2 separate regions of the Gossypium hirsutum genome follow, and region 2 is linked to region 1. A link is a contact called in public Hi-C data. All regions are on one chromosome and are shown on one strand. The core of a region is the stretch at or near the end of the contact, and the rest is flanking DNA. Distances in the headings are between cores, read along the strand shown. Region 1 holds the start of LOC107929462 (glycine-rich protein A3). Region 2 holds the start of LOC107929448 (conserved oligomeric Golgi complex subunit 6).

What was found. A called contact is a pair of places that touch in the nucleus more often than the background predicts.
Region 2: a contact with region 1 is called in a Hi-C map of leaf, with 2.3 times the contacts expected there. The contact joins the promoter of LOC107929448 here to the promoter of LOC107929462 in region 1. A contact is called at or near these places in 5 of 34 Hi-C or Micro-C datasets (all in leaf).

Annotation. Positions count from the first base shown.
Region 1 is chrA08:110,269,713-110,275,216 of Gossypium_hirsutum_v2.1, forward strand. LOC107929462 (glycine-rich protein A3) reads right to left here and starts at 3,897. Exons shown (of 3, transcript XM_041074386.1): 1 at 3,698-3,897; 2 at 3,031-3,288; 3 at 2,491-2,920. The coding sequence starts at 3,265. The coding sequence ends at 2,661. LOC107929447 (ABC transporter E family member 2) reads left to right here. Exons shown (of 12, transcript XM_016860873.2): 11 at 105-243; 12 at 335-673. The coding sequence ends at 224.
Region 2 is chrA08:110,436,929-110,442,120 of Gossypium_hirsutum_v2.1, forward strand. It overlaps LOC107929448 (conserved oligomeric Golgi complex subunit 6), which reads left to right and starts at 3,054. Exons shown (of 10, transcript XM_016860876.2): 1 at 3,054-3,520; 2 at 3,649-3,796; 3 at 3,889-3,996; 4 at 4,181-4,248; 5 at 4,592-4,715; 6 at 4,810-4,956; 7 at 5,078-5,192. The coding sequence starts at 3,249.

The sequences.
Region 1 (5,504 bases), core at 2,647-5,146:
GCAGCTGTTGCCCCTTCGGTTCTGTACTTCCCTTGTATTTTGATTGTGCTATTCGGTTGAAGTTTCTGGTTGTGCTCAATGTTATTCGTTGTTGCGTTCTACAGCATCTGGACATCACTTTTAGGCGGGACCCAACCAATTACCGACCGAGAATCAACAAACTGGACTCAACCAAGGATAGAGAGCAAAAGTCTGCTGGGTCATATTATTACCTAGATGATTGATCGACACATCTACTGGCAGGTGAGAAATCATTCTTTTCTGTTGTGTAGTTTATGGATTGTAGTATCTCGATGTGGAGGGTACTGAACTTGGTAGTGTTTGTCCATTGCAGTTGTCAATTGTGATGAGATGAACAACAAGACGTGAATGTTGGGTATTCCCGGGATCTCTGAGTGGAGCAGTGATGGTATGTTGATAAGCTGAGAAGAGGTCCGTTGATGGTATCCATGAGGCGGCAAGCCATTTGTTTTAGAAAAATATTTCAATTATCCTACAGTGTGCTTTTCTTTATGTTTTAGCAATTTTGGTTGATATTTTATGAGTCAGGAATACTGATACTCCTGTTTTATTTACTTTTAAGAGCAAAGGTATGCTGTTGACATGAGAGAGCTTTGAATTATCCATGTAGCTAGAGAATTATTATTATTATTATTATTACCCTTTTACTTTATCAAGGCTAAATGCTTAGTTTAGGTCTAAAGTATTGATTCATCGAGTGAGGATCGACTGAATATTAAAATTTGATGGAAACGTGGTGTGCATGAGGTAGAATTAGGGTCAATTTTCAAATTGATCGGCTGCACAAACATTTTGAATGTTATGTGATGTCATATTTATGTTTGCATCAAACCAAATCTAATTAGACCACTAAAAATATTTGTAATTTAAATTTCTAATTTTCAACAAGTCCAAGAATAATATTAGACGCTGGTTGGTCTGAGGAAATAGGGAGAATGGAAAATAGTAAAGAAAATATGTTTGGTTAAAATTTTGAAAAATGGAAATATTTGAACTAAAGAAAAATAGAACTTTTTTTTTTCAATGAACATGTTTTATTTTCTTTATTCATAAAATTTTTAAATATCAAAATCCCTTACACTAGTTAAAATTCATATAAATGTAGTAATTTTTTGTTTTATTTTATTTATCATTTTTTTGTAAGTAAACAATGTACTATACATTTTATTATTGAAATTTTGTTTACTGCTTTTTAACTTTTAAATAATAGAAAATAAAAAACAAGAAATATTTTCAAAAACAAAATGGATAGTTAGTGTTTGGTAAGATAATTAATAATTAAATCTGAGTGTAATTACATATGTGTGACATATTTGGGTAACTAATATAATTAATGAACTATGTATAATTGGAGCATTTCAGTCACGTTTTCTTGCTATGTTTGGTGGAAGTATGTTTGAGTGTATGAGTTAGCAATAAAAGAAGTATGATTGAGTGTATGAGTTAGCAATAAATTAACATAATTGGTAATATTTAATCCCTCTCATGGCTTAATTTTAGAAAAGAAAAAGAAATCGATTATTTTGAAGAGTTACTTTTTACAATAATTTTATTCATCTTTTCAGTACTAACTATTCATATTTTATATTTAACTATTGTAATACGTAGATAAATAAACTTTCATTATATTATTACACTAGTAACCAAACGAGACATTTAATTCTGAGCACGTACGTTATAATAACATATTTTATGAAAGAAGAAAGTTTAAAAGAAGAAGAAAGAGAAGAGGTGGAGGAGAAAGAATAATAGTTTTGGTACAATTTTTAGTTTCCCCTGCATCCCGATGTATTAGTTTTACAAAAAGATATCATATTATAATGGAAGGGTTAGGAGTGCTTAAATCTAGATTCAACTTGATTAATAATCAGGCATATTTATATATGTTCATAATTTCAAAAAGTTATTAGGTACTTGAGATTTCAGATAATCTTCAAAATCTTAGATTTTTATGATACTTTAAGAATCTTATAGTGAGATAAAATAAAATAAAATAGAACATGTTTTAAGAATGCTAATATAAAATTATAAAAAGTTTTGAACGAAATGATTTAAAGATCAAATATCCCATTTAAAACTTTCAAAAATTACAACAGTTCAAACACGATTTGTCCTCGTAAGTTTTTAGGTAATTAACATGTATTTATAATTAAAAATTTTACTTTATTTTATATTTTAAAAATAATAATAATAAATTTTAAACTCTTCTTTATTTTATTTTTGTAAGTGTGACTTCATTAACTCAAAAAAGAAAAGAGAACAAAGTTTAGTACGAAAAACATATACAAGTTACTGACAAAAAACACGGGTAGAATGGGAAAGATATGATACTCCAGACCTACACCGCCCATTTAGCAACTTATCAGGTTTATGGACAAACTACTCATTGCTTCAAAGTTGAAATATACAGGGTTTACAGTGACATGTTCCGAGTTATGTCTCGCAAGTCGTAATGCATATATCAGATCGTTGAATCAAATGTTGTTATTGTTATATATCAACAATTAAAAAGAAAGAAAAACAAGTCTCTGATTATTCAATACAAAGCAGTTGAAGTCAAATTATTATTATTACATTCACTTATTCCACACTATATCAGTTTTGACTCCCCATACTCCATGCTTTTGCGGGCAGTAAAATCACTTCCACTTCCTGAATTTGCCGCCTCCATGCTTTCCGTGCTTGAATTTCCCATGCTTCCCGTGCTTGAATTTCCCCCCATGATGCTTAAACTTCCCACCACCATGATGTTTGAACTTCCCATGATGACCATGACCAAACCCATGAGCACCATAAGCACCATGAGCACCATGAGCACCGTGAGACACGTGGTGAGCCCCCATAGCAGCTGCGGCAGCTGCTGCACCACCTGCAAGCAGCGCTCCCATGCCACCGTGCCCTGCACACACACACACACACACACACACACAAAAAGGGTAATTAATTATTGGCATCTCACATTTAACATAACAAACTTGGACCACATTACGATTATGTAGGAAGTTTTACCTGAATGGGATGCACCAGGATAGCCAGATGGTGGATAGCCGTGAGGGGGGTATCCTCCTTGAGGAGGGTAGCCAGCTGGTGGATAGCCTTGAGGTGGGTAAGCTCCAGCAGGTGGATATCCGCCAGGAGGTGGAGGGTATGCACCAGGAGGGTGTCCATGACCACCATGACTAAGACCATGAGCAAGATGTGAAAACAGACCCTTATCATCAGGCTTATGCTTGTCCTTCCCCATGATTTCTCAACCAATAATCACTTCTGTGGAACAAACAGAAAAAAAAATGCATAAATGAAATGATCACATATAAACTTAGATCAAAATAATAATGATAAAAAAGGCACAACATGATAACAAGGATCTGTAAATGATTCCCCCAAGGAAACAAATCACGAATACTGAATAAAGTATGAAATTTACCAAAAACAAAAATTCAACGAAATTCCCATAACAATGAATCAACAACTAGAACATAAACTTGAGAAAAAAAGAATTGAGATCGTAAAAAACAGTCAACGCCTTTTCTTTTTTTTCTTTTATGGAATTTCGAAGACTATAACACAAAGGATCATAGAACAAATTACCTATGACTATGAGATAAAATTTCGAAAAAAGAAAAAAGAAAAAGAAAAATAAATTAGGCAGAGAAAAGAAGAGATATGTGTGTACCTACGGTTACAGAGCAAGTCAGACTGATATCGGAATGGAAGTCTTGGGAGGAGATATTTTAGCATATTTATATATTCACTTTGAAATTAACAAAGGAGAGATTCCACGCGTTGCTCTAACGCGTAAACGACGCGGCTAGCTAATGTTAAATGACAACGACACGTGGACTACAACCTCCATTTTTACCTTAGCCCTAAGTCATGGAATCTTTTCTTCTTTGCGTATATTTCATTGGTAAATTTCCTCTACAGCTCCTTACTCTATAGCGCACTTTATATTTTGATCCTTGTACTTTTTTTGTTTTTGTTTTGAATAATTTCATTATATGGTATGATTATATCCGCTCTTTTTGATCTAATGTCTAGAACTACTCATAATACCTCTTCAACTCATAAATAAGAAGATAATACCTTTCAACGTATTCAAACTCGTATCCTCCTACATTACAATAATGTCAATACCAATATCAAGATCAAGACTCTTCAAATAACGAAAAAAAAATCCTATACATTTGAAAAATAAATAAAATGTTAAACACATATATATATTAGTTTATAATATAATATGTTCTCTCTATTGGTTATAGCTTAAAAGTCTGAATAATTTTATTTAATAGGTAAATAGATATGAAATTTAATTATTGATTGACATCAAATTTTAGACATTGTATGAAATCTAACTAAATATAATTATTATAAAACCAAAGTTAATAAGTTTTTAATGGTTACAAAAGAATAACCATTTTATTCGTTTTTGACCTACAAAAACTTTTTTTAGTTTTAAAGCTATAAAAGATATTCTAAGTTTAAATAAAAATAAAACATTTTTTTATTAATTTCAATTCAAGTTGGGTAGATAACTTGATTGATTTACGAATAGGTATATTTAAAATTGTATAATAGTTAAACATGTTGAGGTACATGTAACGTAGGGGGTACATCATTTTGGCTGCTTTCCAAGTCAATTTAAATACTGCACCATGTCCCACCTGGTTGGTTATCCGCCACTATCTAATTAAAGGGTAAAAATGATTTTTTTTTGCAATTTTATCACTTAATTTTTGAAGTGTTTATATTTTAGTCACTTAAGCATCAAATTTTTAATGACAATTGATTATATACGTCTCATCATGTTTACATTTTCATTTTAGTCACTTAAAGATATCCTTTTTAAATGATTGGTTGGCTTTCCTAGCCCTCCCACGGGTCTCCACTCCCCCAACTTCTTTTGACATCTTTCAACGGTGGCTTCGAACCTTGGCTCTGATACCAACTGTCACGGACTTAGAGTTTTCCCACGCGATCCGTGCGGCCTTAGGCAGTTTCTCTGCTCAAAACGCCTAAGTCAGCCTAACTTGTAACAAAAAAAAGATTCAGCAGCAAAAACGCCCAAGTCAACTTCACTCGCAACGATAAAGGATTCAATAGAATTCCCTTAAGATTTTCACGAAGAACAACAGAAGAACGAAGTAAGAACGAGCCTTGAAAGATGAACAAAAGCAAGAACACTTGAGAGAAAAGTTTGAGTGAATACTCTCAAAATTCTTATTAATAACTCAATGAATATACAATGAGCAAAGAGGTCTCTATTTATAGTTGAGCCTCACAGTATATCAATAGCTATAATTAAAAGCTGAATACAATTAGAACTCTAAGCTTACATAACCAGCTGTATACAAATAGAACTCTAAGATTCCATAATTATATCTTCTAGAACACTTCCCATTTCTATCAGGCTATTGAGATGGGCTTTTAATCTCTCCAATCACCGGGCCAGTTTGGTTGGGCCAGTTTGGTTGGGCTAAATG
Region 2 (5,192 bases), core at 1,804-4,303, 170 kb after region 1:
CGTCACCAAAATAGTGACAAAACAACAAAAAAAAGTAGTATTATTTTTTTTTACAAATTCGAGCTAGATCAGGCCAAGCTTGGGCCAAAAAAGCTTACCTGAGGCATGTCCCATTTAGGGTTTAAGGCTCGTTTTTTTTCCAAACCTATTTTTCAAGTTTATATTTTTACCCAAATTACCCTTCTACTTTTCAAGCGGACCTTATAGAGACTCATGATAGATTAATTTCCAATTGTACATATTAATATTTATGTTTTTGTATGATTTTAACTTGCAATATTTATCTTATCCATATATAAATATAAGATAAATACATGCAATCTTTCACTCAAATCTTATCAAATAATATATATTATGGTGAGATTGTTGGGTGTTGAAAGCTCCATTTTTAAAGTTGGTATCTCCCACACAGAAAATTTAATTTTAGGTTAGAATGTACGTTATGTATATGTCATTCTTATCACATACACACAAGTTTCTCTTTTATCAGTTAAAAAACACCCCCATTAATTAATGTGATCACAACAGCTCTTTTAGAAAGTGGATTTGTAATATGATGATGAATATGATAAACCACTTTTTTTTTTATATTTTGGTTTCGACTTTAATTTATTGAAAGGGAGATGAAGTAATCATGAGAAGTGATCTTACACATAATTTCTTATTAATTAATTTGTAACCAACCAAAGTTATATGTGGCATATGCATACCATCAATTTTTAAATCTAATGCAAATATATATATATTTTTTTATAAAATGTGGTTTCGAAAAGTAATTTTTAAAAGTTTAGTTTAATATTTAAGTGTTTAGTATTGCTATTAAAATGTACTTTTGAAAAATAAATTGTTCATTTTAGACATGGTGTTATAAAGTAACAAATAATCATTTAAATATTTTTTAAATTATTTAATATTATGATATTTTAATAATAATATAGAAAATAATTTATTATAATTTGTTGTTAATATTTTAATATATGAAAAATAAATTTTAAATATTTTTTAAGCAATTAACTAGAGAAAAGTACAATGTATTGGAGGGTGAAAACATAATTAAACTGTCAAAAGTGCTTTTGAGAAAAAAAATTAAAAATTTTAACTATTCCATCTAGGTAAAAGTACTTTTGAAAAGTCAAAAATTTTCTTCAAAAATTATTTATTTAACATTCTTTTTGCTTCAAAAATGCTTCTAAAAAGCACTACTAAATACGACCATAATTTACTAAATTATTGGATTCTAAATCAACGATTTAAATGCAAAATTTAACAATATTATGCAATTAGACTGACTTTTCAAATTTCATAAAGCGTGAAAAAAATATGATAAAATATCAATAACTTCTTAATTTTCAAAAAAGTATGGATCGGATTACTAAAAAGAAAAGATTAAAAATCACTTTGGCCTAATCCATATTCAAGTTAAATAATAAAATAAATTTTATTTAAATTTAATTATAAAATATTATATTAATATAAATAATTTTTTTTGAAGAAACGTAAAATTTTTAAATATTTTATTATATATTAGTGGGTAAACTATTAAAATAGTCATTTTGTTTACTTTAGATTACATTTAAGTTACTTATATTTGAAATGTTACGCTTTAATCATTTACTTTATCGTTTTATAATATTTTAATTATTGAGTCATTAATTGTCGTTAACGGTGTAGCAGTAAGCTAACGTGGCACGTTAAATCATCATCTCAAACAAAAATTTTAGGTAATTTATACAATTGATCCCCATATTTTTTCATTTTGAGCAATCTAATTGTTTTTCTTTTATGTTCTATAACTTCCTCTCTCTTTTTCTATTCTCTTCTGCTTCTCCCTCTATTTTTCTTCCTTTATCAATTTCTTTTAACGTAATTTTTTTATATTTTCCATTTGTTAAAACTAGTTTCTATACTTTTATTTTTTGATCAATTTAATTTTTTCGAGTAAGGCGAATTTGTGGATTAGTTTTAAAAAATGGAAAACATAGAAAAACTATGTTAAAAGAAATGAAGAAGGGAGGAAAACGAGGGAGAAGCAGAAGAAAATGGAAAATAAAGAAAAAAAGGAAAGTTAAAAGAATATAGAAGAAAAAGATTAAATTGCTCAAAATGAAAAAATATAGGAACTAATTCTAGAATTTAACCTAAAATATAAGGACCAATTATTGAATTTAACCTAAAATTTTCGTTTGAAATGATGAGTTAACGTGCCACGTCAACTTATCGTTACACTGTTAATAACAATTAATAGCTCAGTGACTAAAATGTTACAACACGATAACGTAAGTAATTAAAATGTAACATTTCAAACATAAGTAACTAAAATGTAACCTGGAACAAACAAAAATAACTATTTTGATAATTTAGTCTGAAAATGAACAGTCGGACTAAATAAAACGAATTAGACTTAAATATGAATTATGAGAACTTTTGGGCCAAGTCACAATTGGGCCCAAATGTTGGGTGGGCTTCACGCTTGGGTGATTGAATCCTATAAAATTCAAATACATGTAGGTAGTCCCAGTTTTGAAATACCCGCAACTCATAGGGCGTTACAGTTGAATCAACCCAAGAAACAATTTTCCTTCCATTTAAACATGTGAATTGAGTGGATCTGGGTTGGTTTTTCACCCATTTAACTTAAATCTATTCTATTTAGATTTTCAAATTAAAGTTACTTCAAGTTCAAATTGTTCACATTCAGGTTCAAATCATACAAGATTGAAGCTTTGGTTTGGGAGTCAGGTCATTGGTGGTTTTTATCATTTCAGGCTATGGTCATTTAGGTTCTGTCATTTCTAGTCTTAGTCTGTTTCGGGTTTTTGGTTAAATTCAAGTTTAAATGATTTGGGTTGTTTCGGGTTCAGATAATTTGGGTTTCAAATCCTGGATTTCCTCAAGTAATTACAAGTTTAAATCATGGTTTTAGGGTCCATTGTTTCTGGTTTGGGCTATTTAAAGCTGGGTCACATAAAGAGTGTTGTTGTTGGGGGGGCTTCATGCTTGGGTAACTGTACCCTATAAAGTTCAAACAGATGTATAGGCCCCGTTTTCAAATTACCCATAACTTATCGGGCTTTACATTTTAATCAACACAGAAAACAATTTTCCATCCATCAAAAAACCAGACAAAATCTCAACAATTACATTTTATTGCTGGAAATGGATCTATGATCTTTCCTTTAGCTCTATCCTCCGACCGCACAACGTAATCGGAAAACTTGATAATCGATAGGAAAAGAGAAGAAAAGAAAATGGTGACAGGGGGGCTTGCTCCGGGGCTGTCGCGTAAACTGAAGAAGGTATTGGAATGCCGGACTGATACCTCCGAAGTTTTGGCTTCTCTCAATACTCTCTCTACTTTCTACACCGAAAACACCCCCCAGGCGCGTCGCAATCTCAGATCCACCATTGAGAAGCGCTCTCTCCAAATCAACCTCGATTTCCTCCGTGCTTCCCAGGCTGCTCAACTCGCTTTAGATCGAGTCGAGGGCGAGGTTAATTCCCTCGCCGACTGCTGCGATAAGTATATGCTCATCCCTTTTCTCTTCATTTTTGACCTGCGAATTCCCTTTTCCTACATTTACATGCATTTTGTGCCATGTCTTCGACTTTTTTTATGTAATTAAAGAAAGATCCAATCGAATCTGATAGGATTGCGAAGGCGTTGAGCAGTTGCAGTGCTAGCACCGGTGATATTATCAATACAACCGAGAGGTTGAACCAGGAACTTGAAGTTACCACTCAGAAGCAGCAGATAGTCTCCTACTTCCTTCGAGATTATCAGCTTTCTCCTCAAGAGGTTTACTTTTAATCCCGCAATTTTCTTTTCTAGCTTAATTACTTATTGGCTCCCGTTTTTGAATTCATTATGTTCGTTTCCTCCACTTGTAGATTAGTGCATTGAGAGATGAAGAGCTGAACGAAAATTTCTTCAAGGCACTTTCTCACGTTCAAGAAATTCATGCCAATTGCAAAATACTTCTCAGGACCCATCATCAGGTTAATAACATATTTCCTGATCTGCATATGAACTGTATGTCTACGATTGTCAATCAGCCATCGACATCTTTAGATTTAAGAAAAATTATAAATTTTCTCTCATACTCTTTGTTAGTTGCTTTTGCTTCCATTTTCATTATTAATATTTTGTTAACACAATCACTAACATGAGAATCCATCACAGCGTGCTGGGTTGGAGCTGATGGATATGATGGCTATGTATCAAGAAGGAGCTTATGAGCGACTATGCAGGTTAAGCATATATAGAATGATAAAACATTTATTCATAGATGGAATTTAAGTAATGCACTATGATATGTATCTAGAGTTTGGAGTTTAGGAACGTGCTAAAAGTAAAATCTCATGTGAGATTGAGGTATTGTTAATTACTGTCCTCCCTCTTCCTGTCTTTACTTTCATGCTTTTATTTCTACCAGAAGTGTGAATATAACCTTGCTACATTCAATAGATTTATTGGCTTTTGGTTGCTGTTGGATGGGTTGTGTGTGCAGACTCTTGACCAAACATAGGAGATACAGGGGATTTTCCCAAATGTTGGATTTGTTGGTTGACATGTCTTGTCCCTTTCTTGCAGGTGGGTTCAGGCAGAATGTAGGAAACTGGGTGATAATGATAATCCAGAAGTTGGTGACCTTTTGAAAACAGCTGTGCGCTGCCTCAAGGAAAGGCCTGTCCTTTTCAAGTATTGTGCAGAAGAGGTGACTTCATTGAGTCAAAAGTTTATGTTCATAACTCCACTCCTTTTGGTTCTTCTTGTTGCATGTTATTTAATTTTTCTGCGGCTAATCACAGGTAGCAAATATGAGACATAATGCATTATTTAGAAGATTTATAAGTGCTCTTACACGAGGAGGACCGGGTGGGATGCCAAGACCAATAGAAGTGCATGCTCATGATCCCTTACGTTATGTTGGAGACATGCTAGGATGGTTACATCAGGTTTGGAAAAAATAGACTTCTATATGGTTTCTGCATCACTTCTCCATATGGTTATATTTATATTCAGTAATCATTTAATTTCATTTAATGTGTTAATTTTGCTTTTCTGCTCTCCTTGTAGGCCTTGGCATCAGAACGTGAGCTTGTGCTTGCTTTACTTGATCCTGACGCATTGATAGAAACTGGATCTGCTGCAAACCCGTTCAACAAGAATGTGGAGAATGATTTTGGAAAGA